3 separate regions of the Mus musculus genome follow, and all the other regions are linked to region 3. Evidence: chromatin contacts called from public Hi-C data. All regions are on one chromosome and are shown on one strand. Each heading gives the region's core, a stretch centred on a gene start, on an enhancer-like site or on the middle of the called end of the contact. The rest is flanking DNA. Distances are from core to core; before and after follow the strand shown. Region 1 has its middle 52 kb from the start of Gm26761. Region 2 has its middle 22 kb from the start of Klf3. Region 3 overlaps Gm3716 (predicted gene 3716).

Region 1 (3,949 bases), core at 860-3,359, 150 kb before region 3:
AGAAACTTGAGACAGAACTTATCTTGTAATGCTGGAGTTTGCATCATATCCAGGGCGTGGTGCTATTTTAGAAGGCAAGTTAAATAATTACATGTTTACAGGTTGAGCAAACAATGTGTGTGGCCCAAGAGGGCTCAGGATCTGTTCCCTGAATGCCCAGTGAACTAACTTGTTCAGCTGAAGGGGAGACTTGGAGGTATCAGGTGGTTTCAATGTGATACACATATATAAATGCACACGTATGCTTATATTACATAAGCATATATGTGTGTATGGGCTTATATTGAATATCAGTGTATCACCTTGTAATGGAGTAGGGAAGATTAGAGATATTATAATTCAACTGAGGCTAATTAGACAAGCTCAGGTCATTGATCCATCTCTGTACCATGTGTATTATATGTGACATACTCAATATATGACTTTATGGTTTTGGTGTTTCCTACATAAATGATAAATTGACAGAAGTTAACACTACCATCATAGGTCCATCATAAGCTCCACTCTTTTTAAATATTTTCAAATGTATTTAATCTTAATTAATTAACTAATTAATTAATTAATGTGAGTCTATGTGAGTATATGGCTTGTATGTATAGGTACCCAAAAATGTTAGAAGTGTGGGTCAGGGGGTTGTGAGTCACCTGATGTGGGTCCTGGGGACAGAACTCAAGGTGTCATGTAAGCCATTTTTCTAACCTCTAAACTACTTTCTTTAGAGAAAAACAAATAAACAAACAAAACTACAGTTAAACAACTATGTGCTATGTTCTCCTATTCCAGTGTTATGTCCCCTAGGAGAGGGGATAGAACCTTGTTTGTTTCGGTATTAGTGTGGTTTGGTTGTTGTTTCAGCAGACATGGTCTTGCAATGTTGTCTACCTAGCCTCAGACTTTTGTTGTTTGTTTGTTTCTTTGTTTGTGTATTTGAGGTTTCTCTGGGTAGCCCTGGCTGTCCTGGAACTCACTCTGTAGACCAGGCTGGCCTCAAACTCACAGAGACCTGCCTGCCTCTGCCTCCCAAATGCTGGGATTAAAAGTGTTTGCCACCACTCCCTGGTATGGTCTCAGACTCTAATATGCAATCCTTCTGTCTCAGCCTCCTGAGTAGCTGGGGCTACAGGTGCTGGACCATGCGGTGGGTTGGCTTTGTTTTGCTTTTGCTTTGCTGAGCCTGAGCATCAGGCCCGGGTGCTCAGGCATGCCAGCTTTCTTTCTCAGTTTGTCATCTACTGTCATTCAGTGAGGAGTCATGAGTGGCATTAGTCAGGAGCCACAGGTCACACCCTCACCCGATCTCTTTCCCTGGTTTGTTTCTCTCAGATGATCTCCCTCTCTCTTCTATGTTTGCTTTTCAGGGACAATGAAAACCCCGAGAGCGGTCCTCAGGCTGAGGACAGTTTAAATGCATTGGAAACAGGGCAGTCACTCATCCTTCCAGCTTGATAAGACAAAAAGGTGACTGCTTGGGGGCAGGGTCTCTCCTTTCTCTCCCTACTTTAGGCAGGCTTTAGGATGAGTTGCCCCTGGCGTTCTTAGAGGTAGGTAGCGTCAGGGCACAGGTTTGGTTTCCTGGCCTCCTTTGGGGTGACTTTAAATATGATGTCTTGTTAGTTTTGTGGACCAGGCTTCCCCCTTTGGAGTGAGGGGAAGCTCATTTGGGTGCCTCTGCTTCTATGACAATGACACCAGGGTTTGGCACTCCTTGTCTCTGGCCGTTCTGTCCTGGACTAATGTCACTGTCTCTCGAGCTGTTGTCACCAAAGCCTGTGTGGTGACTTTGGTGCACTTTGAGCCAGGGCAGCGTGGAATAACTTCCTGAAGGATTGCTTCCTTCCCCCGGGGAAGGGTACAGCTGTGCCAGTACCCTGTATCATCCAAGTCTCATTTCCTTATTTATAAATCAGCCTCTGATTGCCTCTGAAATGCCTCCTGCTTGCATAGCCTGTGAGCTAAAGGAGGCTAAAGCACAGGTATGCTGGTGGATATCTGAATTCCCAATACTGGGGAGGGAGTCAGAGGCAAGGGAGATTGTTGTGAGTTCCAGGCTGGCCATGAACATGATTTGATCCTACCTCAAAACCACGAGTAAGAAGTTTCAAAACCATGTCCATGGGATGTTTAAAGTGCCGTGTGTATGACTACCACAGATCAGTCACTGTGCAAATGTACAAGTTATTGTGAGGACAGAAATTTTTGGACTGTGGCCAGGAGGCTTGCAAAAGATTAGATAGATCCCAGGAAAATGACACTTGCTCCCTTCGTGTTTGTGTGTGTGTGTGTGTGTGTGTGTGTGTGTGTGTGTGTGTGTGTGTGTGTGTGAGAGAGAGAGAGAGAGAGAGAGAGAGAGAGAGAGAGAGAGAGAGATCTTTGAAGTTGATGAAGGGCTAAGAATGCCTGGTACACTGGAAGCAATAAGCAGTGTGTGATGTCAAGATCAAGGGCTCTGATGGGCAGGGCCCTTCATTTACCTGTTTCTGGTACTTGATGCTGGTATATGGGTTTTTGATGAGAACTTCTTATTATCAGTAAGTCTTGTGACTTGGCATTACCTCAAGGACACCATCATATGCTGTATGTAATAACAGTGTATTGATGACATACTCTTGTTTCCCATAATAGATTTGGGCGTGTCTGATAAGGACTGACTCAGGATGGGCAGGTCTTTCTCTATTACCCAGATACTGAGACTGGCTTTGGTCTGCAGTTGCTATACAGGTTCATCGCACCTGCCGTCTCTCTGATTCTATTACATGTGGATTCTTGGCAGTGCCATCTCAGTTTAGGGCTTCTCAATCTGGCTTCTCTGGGTCTCTCTGGGTATTTGAGAAATCCTTGCAGATCCTTGCAGAATTAGATATATATGAGTGCATTTCCATAGGAGCAAGGCCAGCCAGAACAAAGGGATAAAAGGGATGCAGCTGGAAGTGGTAACATGTATATAATCACAGCACTGGGAAGACTGAGGCAGGAGGATGGTTCTGAGTTTGAGGTCAGCCTGAGTTACCATGTGCTCCAGGCATCTTGGGTTACAGAGTAAGATCTTATCTCAAAGTGAACAACAAAACAACAATGAATAAAAAACAAAACAAAATGGCAAGAACAATGCCACCGAAGGTGTCCCCAGCTAGGGAGGAATGGAAGGGACTTCATAAGATTAAAATATAAAGGTTTAACCTTAACACAGACATCCCCAGCACTGATAGAGCGATCACAGCACTTACACACACACACACACACACACACACACACACACACACACACACCCGCTCCTCCGGTAACTAGCAATGCAATGGTTTTCATGGTTTCAGAGCAGCTGTCTAGGACTGAGCCCAGGGTAGCTGAGGCCTAAGCATGCTTGATGAGTAACTGTGAAGACTCGGCACGTTCTTTGTCCTTAGAAAGGGGGACTGTTTTGGTTTTCCCCCTCAAGAAACGTACGCGTCATAGGACAGTTTCCAGGGAAAGAGAGAAACCGACTTTAACGGCAGCAATGTAAGAGTATCAAGTCAAAGTTTCAGGGTGCGACTTTAAAATTATTTTCATTAAGACTTTTTTTTTTTTTTAAGGAAAAGGAAAAAGGGCTTCTTTCCCAGCTTTTGTTTGTGAGAGAATAACTCCTTTATGCCTGGCTTTGCCTCTAGGCTAGCACGGGGCTGCAGTGCCACACCCTAGGGCGGGTTTTGGCTCAGGTCAGTCTTCCTCCTTCTCTTTCTTTCTCTTCTTCCTTTTCTTCCTGCTTCTCCACCCCTCCCCCTCAAAACACTTCTCTCTCTCTCTCTATCTCTCTCTCTCTCTCTCTCTCTCTTTCTTCAATCTCCCACCCCCCATCTTTAACAAGTATAATCTTTATTTATCACTAGTGTAGAATCTGGAACATCTGAAGGAGATACTTGTCACCATGAATCTATCTGGGAAAGGAAGAGGACTTCCGATGAATCTGACTTTG
Region 2 (3,599 bases), core at 943-3,442, 180 kb before region 3:
TGGGATTTATTGGAATGACTTACAGGCTGTGGTTCAGCTAATCCAACAATGGCTGGTTGGGAACAGGAAGTTCAAGAATCTAGTAGTTAAAATAAATAAATACAGTCATTATGTCAAACCATTAAATCAGGGACTGTCTTACATGGATGCATTTATACATATAGCATCTTTTTTTTTTTTTGAGGGGCACACATACATTTTTCTCCCTCTGTGATTCAGCTAACAGAATGTGGAACGTGCTTGATATATTGACATAGTGTAGCTGTCTTCCTTTTTTTCTCTTTGTTCCCAAAGGCCTCCCCAAGTCTTTGCATCTAAAGCAAATGACATTACACAAGTTTCAGGATGGTTGGAAGGATGTTGGTCAGCCTTTTAACTCCTGGGTCTCCTAGCGTGGCCCATTCACAAGTGCTTTGGAAGTTTTACTCTGTTGTCTATAGGAAAACTCAGCCTGTGGTTGTCCTTAGGAATGGTGCAGAGGTCTTTGGGGAAGGAAGATTTGCTGGAAAAAAAATATGGAGGCTATGCCGGTGCCTGGCAAACACAGAAGTGGATGCTCACAGTCAGCTATTGGATGGAACACAGGGCTGCCAATGGAAGAGCTAGAGAAAGTACCCAAGGAGCTAAAGAAGTCTGTAACCCTATAGGAGGAACAACAATATGATCTAACCAGTACCCACGGAGCTCGTGTCTCTGGCTGCATATGTAGCAGAAGATGGCCTAGTCTGCCATCATTGGAAAGAGAGGCCCCTTGGTCTTGCAAACTTTATATGCCTCAGTACAGGGGAACAGCAGGGCCAAGAAGTGGGAGTGGGAGAGGGAGGGCAGTGGGGGGAGGGTATGGGGGACTTTTGGGATAGCATTTGAAATGTAAATGACGAAAATACCTAATAAAAAAAGTTTAAAAAAAGGGGGGGGGGCTTCCAGCTACATTGTATCAGGCTGAGGTTTCTGGTCCCATGCATCAGAAACATTTTTTTTTTTTTTGGTTTTTTCGAGACAGGGTTTCTCTGTGTAGCTCTGGCTGTCCTGGCACTCACTCTGTAGACCAGGCTGGCTTCGAATTCAGAAATCCGCCTGCCTCTGCCTCCCAAGTGCTGGGATTAAACCGCCCCGTTGCATCAGAAATTTAAGCAGCAGACTGGGACAGCCAGGGCTCAGGCACTGGGGGCCGGAAGGATGTTGATCTCTACTCAGAGAGTTTATAATGCATCTGCATTCGCCTTAGCAGAGAGCAGAGCTGTCACTTTCTCTACTATACCTTCCCTACTTGTGACTGAGGTTGCCACTTAGAAATCTTCAGAGCCTTGTGAAAGAGTGATGTCAAGTCTGGTGAATCCAGTAATTTAAAAGAAGACCCTTGTGGGGCTGGAGAGATGGCTCAGTGGTTAAGTGCTCTTCCAAAGGTCTTGTGTTCAACTCCCAGCAACCACGTGGTGGCTCACAACCATCTGTAACAGGATCAGATGTCCTCTTCTGCTGTGCCTCAAGACAGAAACAGTGTACTCATACATAAAATAAGTAAGTTAATTAAAAAAAAGAGAAAGAAAGAAAATGATTGGAAGGCTTGTTGTCTCAGCGGCTGGCCGGAGGATGGCTTCTTTTTTCTTTACATTTCAATACTCTGAAGTAGTTTTTCTTTAATAAACACACTTTTCAGGAGCAAGGAAAAGTGTTTTTAAAAATAGCTAGAAAGAAGTGGGTAAGTTGTGTCTAATGAAAGGCAAAATTTAGCTTTTTGGAAGCACCCTCAGACTCACGCACCTGGAAAGGGGGCAAGAAGGAAGGGGTGAGGTAGCCCTTGAAGAAGGGGTGAGAAGTCTGGAAGAAATTTTGAAGTTTTTGGTGGCCGCTTGAGTGGCTGGGCCTGCTCAGCTTCTCGAAACCAGAATTCTTCCTCAAAATATATCTGTTCGAAAGCATCGCCAAGCAGAAAAGGCTGGAAACCAGAGGCGCCGGCAACTTAGAATGAACAGAGCCCAGGTTCCCATTTTTACAGGCATGTACTTCCTGGGGCCCGGGGTCCACTCTTCCGGTCTACCGTGCTTTGCCCGGATCCATCTAGTCAAGAAGAGTCAGTGACTATGAGAGAGCTGACCTACAGCTCCCCCAACACCAGAACACCAGCTGATCTCCTCCGCTGGAAGCCCTCTCCTGCAGCTTCTTCCTTTTAAGTTTGTTTGTGTGTTATTGTTCTGAAGGGTTTCTGGGTAACTATAAGCAACAGATCTTGTTAGTTCCTCTTCAGACTCCCCACTACTCCCCACCCTTATTTCTCACCTCCCAGCATCCTGTTTGTCTCCCTGACTCAGTTCCCCTGCCCCGCCCACAGCCCCTCCCTCCCCAGCTGCCAGTCCCCTGAGCCGTGTTTTTCTTCCCTCAGTTAATATGCTTTAACTTTTCCCCATTTGATTATGTGTACTTGGACCAAGCGCACCATGCATGCATCTCTTCAGTTTTTAATTCACTGAACCATGTGTCTTTCTCTCATGAAAACATTAAAAGCACGGTTAGAGCTGATGTTTGTCGTCCCCCCTCCCCCTTTCTTTTGAGACAATGTATTTATACAACATGGAGATGAGGAGGAATAAGGAAAATCAGAAAACGAGGGCGGTTATGGTTGAGATATCCAGTCTCTCTGAAAGGCTGCAGTGAAGGCTCGGTGTCTGGCTGGTCAGGCCAGTGACTGAGAGGGTGAGTGATGGATCGTGGATGCCCTGACCTACTCAATGGATGTTCTTATCCAGGGGCCACTTCACAATTAGATGGCGTTTTTTGGAGACAATGGGCACTTTCAGAGGTGGAGCCTAGTTGGAAGCAGTAGGTCATTGAAGGCATGTCAGCGGGGCTTTTCCTTGTTGCGCTCCATCCTCTGCTGTCTAAGAGTTACTTGAGGCTCTGCTCTGTCACACTGTCACCCGTCTCTGTCATTCCTTCACTCAGCCTTGACCCAAATCCAAAGCAAACAGTGGGACAGGTGTCTGGATTGAAACCTATAAAGCTGTGTGGGGCAGAGTAAGTCTGCCCTTACATATTTTTTTCTTAGGAACTTGATGCAATTATAAGAAACTGACTAACTGGGCTGTAGAGATGTCTCAGCAGTTAAGAGCACTGACAGCTCTTCCAAAGGTCCTGAGTTCAATTCCCAGCAACCACATGGTGGCTCAGAATCATCTGTAACGGGATCCGATGTCCCCTCTGGTGTATCTGAAGACAGCTACAGAGTACTCATCTATCTATATCTGTATCTGTATATCTGTATATATGTATATATATGTATATATGTATATATATGTATATATATTATATGTGGATGCCATGGTGGCTATGTGGAGGTCAGAGGACAACTTTACAACTCTTTGGAGTTGGTTTTCTCCTTCCACTGTGTAGGTCCAAAGAATCAAACTGAGTTCATCAGGGTTAGCAGCACGTGCCTGTCTTTACTGAGCCTGCTCGTTAGACAGCCCAGTCTATTAGATATTAAAGAATGTTTTAATAGGGTATATGGCACACACTTACAATCTCATCACTAGGAGGCTAATGCCATGAGTTCTGTTTAGCCCAGCCAGTAAGTCAAAGGCAATCCCATGCTACACTGT
Region 3 (3,879 bases), core at 972-3,471:
CACTAGAGGTTAACCTCTGGCCTCTACATACCTTGTGTACATGCATGTACGTACACACACACACACACACACACACACACAACCTATTCTGTGGCACTCAGTCATAAGAGCTGGACTAGATAGAATACTGCCTCTTAGTAGTCACCCATCAATATCTAGAAGCTCTCACACTCCCACCATACACACACACACACACATACACACACACCGCCCCAGCACCAAAACAAACAAAAAACAAAAACAAAACAACAACAACAACAACAAACCCCTCAAACCACTGTCTATTGTTCCTATCAGCCCTCGCTAACCTGAGTGATTCTGAAACTACACAAGCTGCATTTGGGAGAAGGAGAAGTGTCTGGGAAGGGGCCCCGAAGAGAGGAAGAAGAACAGACGGAGACCAGGGGGAACTGGGAAGGAGCAAGTGCGGAGGCGATCCTGAAGCTGCTGAGGAAGGAAGATGGGGTGAGACTGGAAAATGAAAACAGACATGCAAAAGAAGCTGGAAGGAGTGGTGGGTGAGATGTATGTAGACCCAGGAGGAAAAGGGAGAAAACAGAAATGAAAAGCAAGCCAGAAGTGGTGGGCTTGAGAGCAAACTTCTCCCTCCAGAGCTGCGGCAGGACAGGGTTGACCTTGAAAGGTCAGGGGTCACCTGTGGCCGTCTGTCTGCACCCCACACTGCTGCACGCCAGTGGGGGCTGCACCCATGAGATGAAGGAGAACAGTTTGGCCATCTGGTCAGGGCTGCATCTTTCCCCTGCCTCCACACAAAGTGGTAGCTGACGTTGCTGCTTCCCATAACCCATGATGTTCACAGACGAAACTCAGAAGCCCCTGGTCACTCTCAGGCCTGTTCTTGTGATTGAGCCAGTTATCTCGAGGAACAAGAGGAGAGGCGTGCGTTTGTAGATAATCTCTTGTTTAGGGTGAGGCTTATTGTCTAGATTAATGTGTAGAGTCGGTTGGTACCGTTGACATTTTCACTGACAGATCTTACTTGTTAAGAGCTTAAGGGTGTGTGTGTGTATGATGTGTAGCTAAGTGATAGGAATGGAGAGAGAGTTCTAAAATACGCATAGATAGAAACCATACATGTTAAACATGAGTGTGTGATATGATCATATACACAAGGATACATATACTCCCATATAATATGTCTAGATTCAGAGTTCCAGGAAACTTAAGAATAAATGTGCTCTTCATTAAACCCCAGATTCCCATTTTAACTTCTATTTTTTTCCCAGAGATTTATTTATCTCTATTTTATGTGTGTATGTGTGCCTGCATGTATGTCTGTGCATGTGCAGAGTGCCCATGGATGCCAAAAGGCATAAGATGCCCTAGGACTGGAGTTAGATGGTTGTTAGTGTCAGTGTAGGTGCTGGGTACTGAGCCCAGGTTCTTCAGGAGAGCAGTCAGCAGCTCTCAACTGCTGAGCCGTCTCTCTTTTTATTTTAGAGGAGACCCATGTAGCTAAGCATATTACCAGCACTTGGGAGCAAGACTATGAGTTCAAGGACAGTCCAGGTTACACATGGAGTATAAAGCCGGGGGAGGGGGAGGGGAGACAGAGACAGAATGTGAATATGAGATGCATTACTTAGTTCTTAGTTGATTAGCTGAGACCATACTTACAGGCCTTTGTTTTTATTTTTAACCCTTTCCATGGACTTTTGCACACATATAACCATTCATTTGTGCAGGTTTTATCCAGCCAGTTTTTAAGAAAGACGTTTCGACCATATGGCTTTTAACTGTTCTTCCTCAAACTCTGTCTGGTATGCTGATATTCCCAGGGGGCTGGGTTTAGCTTATCCGTCCCCCTTCTTCTGAGCTGACACTGGGTGGTCCTCCAGCCGTGTCTGTCCTTGGGGTATCAGCAGCAGCTCTGGTTTGTGTATTTCACACATTCCCCTTCTCTACCCCAGTCCAGGAAGCGAGATCCCACCCTTGGCTTCCTTTAAAGCAGTTGATTATTTTTCCACAGAGATGGCATCCGTGCGTTATCTCACCTGGACATCAGATCTATGTCCAGATGGGCAAGCAACCTTTTATTTGTTATTATTTTAGATTTTTTCATCTTTAATTTATTAGATCTTAATTTTAGATCTTTAAGGATGTGATCTGCTACCTTAGCATCCCCCCACCCCCACCCCCGACCAGCTTGGGGAGCAGAAACCTTCACAGGCTTCACAATCGTCTGCTTCCTGCCTTGCTCACGAAGCCTGAGCAGCCGCCAATGAGGGTCTTAGACATTTGCTCCCTCGGTAGCTCAGCCCAGATGGTTTGTTTTCATTCAGCGTTTCTACTTCCGGTTTCTGATTCTTGGCCGTTACATCAGCAAGCAGCGCACCCGTAGAATCTGAGTGTATGTAGGGTTCTCGCTTTAGCATGTCTTCCAGCTGGCCCCTTTTGTGTTTCTTCTGTAGAGAACAGCTCTTTTTCTCTTGAGGAAAGGAAGGAAGATTTTGCAGTAAGAAGCTGGAAAAACTCCCCACCGAGTCCTGAGTAGCGGGGCCCTCTCTGAGTGCTGTGCCACTCAACCTGAAAGGCAAGGGCTGGTTGCCCCCAAAGGAAAGCTAGAGAAGAGAGAAACCCAGGCTTTTTAAAGGTTGATTTCTATTTCCTCTGCCCTGAACTGGAGGGCAGAAGACTGCAGTTTTCATCATAAATTAGACTTCATTTAATAAGTGCTCGCATGGATCTTAGCCTATGTACAAGACATGACTGCTTTGCAAGCTCCTCACGTTAATTCCATGTCAGAGTTACCTTCAAGAATAGTGCCAATCTCTGTATTTTACAGATGAGCAAACACCCATAGCTGAGTGACTCTGGACTCACACAGAGTCAATCAATCATATGACAGGAACGGAGTTGGGAGACCAGGTATATTATGTTGGTCAGACCCTATACCCTAGCTGCTATCTGCTACACTAGGGAGGGCAAATGGTCACCAATCTTTTATTTCCGTAAGGGACAGTCAGTGTCTCCAGAACAAACATCATATTTATTTTGTCTTTGTTCACAACAGATTTGATTTAAAAGAAAAAAAAAAAAAAAAAGGCCCACAAGAATCCACAAGGCCACATGCTGTGCTCCTGATCAGATGTCCCATGGGAGTCTTTCCTCTCTCAGGCAGGATCAGGTGGGCTGGCTTCATGGTTCAGGGCACGCTGGCAGTGTTTGTGTCACTTTGCAACTGTGTGATTCTTGTCATTCCCCTTTTAAGTGTGTCGTAAGCTTGGTGGCTTTTTGTTTTGTTTTGTTTTGTTTTTCATCTGTCTGCAAACCCCATTAATGCTTTGAGAGTCACACCCTTTTCAACCAAACATACTCAGATGCCGCACATAAGTTAGAAAGTGACCTTTACCCATGAAAAGGATTTTGAATCACAGGAAGTTCACTATCCTAGGCAAGGAAAAAAGACATTCATCTTTTTTTCCAATGTAAATCATTTCCTATGAAGTGCACTCTGACTCTAATGAAGTTCTTTAAGTGGGGACTAGGAAGATTCCAGAAAGATTAGAGAATCACATTTGTCCTGGTCTCCAATTTCCTCTGAAGAAGTCTGCAGGGTGGAGAGGCAGGTGGAGGTTGAGAGTCCTCAGAGGAAATGGCCAAGGGTGTTCTGGGTAGTTAGTTAGTACTGATTGGATGTCAGCATGGGCTGGACTCCTGGTAGCAAGGTTCCAGAGTTCGGACTGGGTTCCATTCGTGGACCTTGACATCAACGTAGAAAGAAATAGAAAACTAAAAATAGAAAACAAAACCTCACTGAGCAAGGCACAGAGTTAAAGCTGTATGGCTTTGTGAGACTCTTCTTTAAAGGTAAATGTATAAGTGACGTATGGACTGAGCTGAGATAAAATTTATTTC

What was found. A called contact is a pair of places that touch in the nucleus more often than the background predicts.
Region 1: a Hi-C map of bone marrow-derived macrophages shows a contact between it and region 3, with 32 read pairs. The contact joins two enhancer-like sites. A contact is called at or near these places in 9 of 484 Hi-C or Micro-C datasets (the N1E-115 cell line, bone marrow-derived macrophages, liver and 1 more), 4 of 115 datasets of contacts at active chromatin or transcription factors (bone marrow-derived macrophages, embryonic stem cells and fetal liver) and 1 of 9 other capture datasets (embryonic stem cells).
Region 2: a contact with region 3 is called in a Hi-C map of bone marrow-derived macrophages, with 27 read pairs. The contact joins two enhancer-like sites. A contact is called at or near these places in 1 of 15 datasets of contacts at CTCF or cohesin (the NIH/3T3 cell line), 4 of 484 Hi-C or Micro-C datasets (CD4 T cells, bone marrow-derived macrophages, cranial neural crest and 1 more), 5 of 115 datasets of contacts at active chromatin or transcription factors (embryonic stem cells, fetal liver and stem cell-derived neural progenitor cells) and 1 of 9 other capture datasets (embryonic stem cells).

The regions. Positions count from the first base shown.
Region 1 is chr5:64,749,326-64,753,274 of GRCm38.p6, reverse strand. No RefSeq gene overlaps it. Among named protein-coding and RNA genes, the nearest start is that of Gm26761, 52 kb to the right of the region's middle. Within about 2 kb of position 2,109, at least 35 of the 459 cell types and tissues checked have an H3K27ac peak or open chromatin away from gene starts, as enhancers often do. A contact at or near this core is called in bone marrow-derived macrophages, where this site is marked.
Region 2 is chr5:64,779,569-64,783,167 of GRCm38.p6, reverse strand. No RefSeq gene overlaps it. Among named protein-coding and RNA genes, the nearest start is that of Klf3, 22 kb to the left of the region's middle. Within about 2 kb of position 2,192, at least 87 of the 459 cell types and tissues checked have an H3K27ac peak or open chromatin away from gene starts, as enhancers often do. A contact at or near this core is called in bone marrow-derived macrophages, where this site is marked.
Region 3 is chr5:64,598,568-64,602,446 of GRCm38.p6, reverse strand. Gm3716 (predicted gene 3716) reads left to right here. Exons shown (of 4, transcript NR_045078.1): 3 at 298-465. Among named protein-coding and RNA genes, the nearest start is that of Gm3716, 10 kb to the left of the region's middle. Within about 2 kb of position 2,221, at least 135 of the 459 cell types and tissues checked have an H3K27ac peak or open chromatin away from gene starts, as enhancers often do. A contact at or near this core is called in bone marrow-derived macrophages, where this site is marked.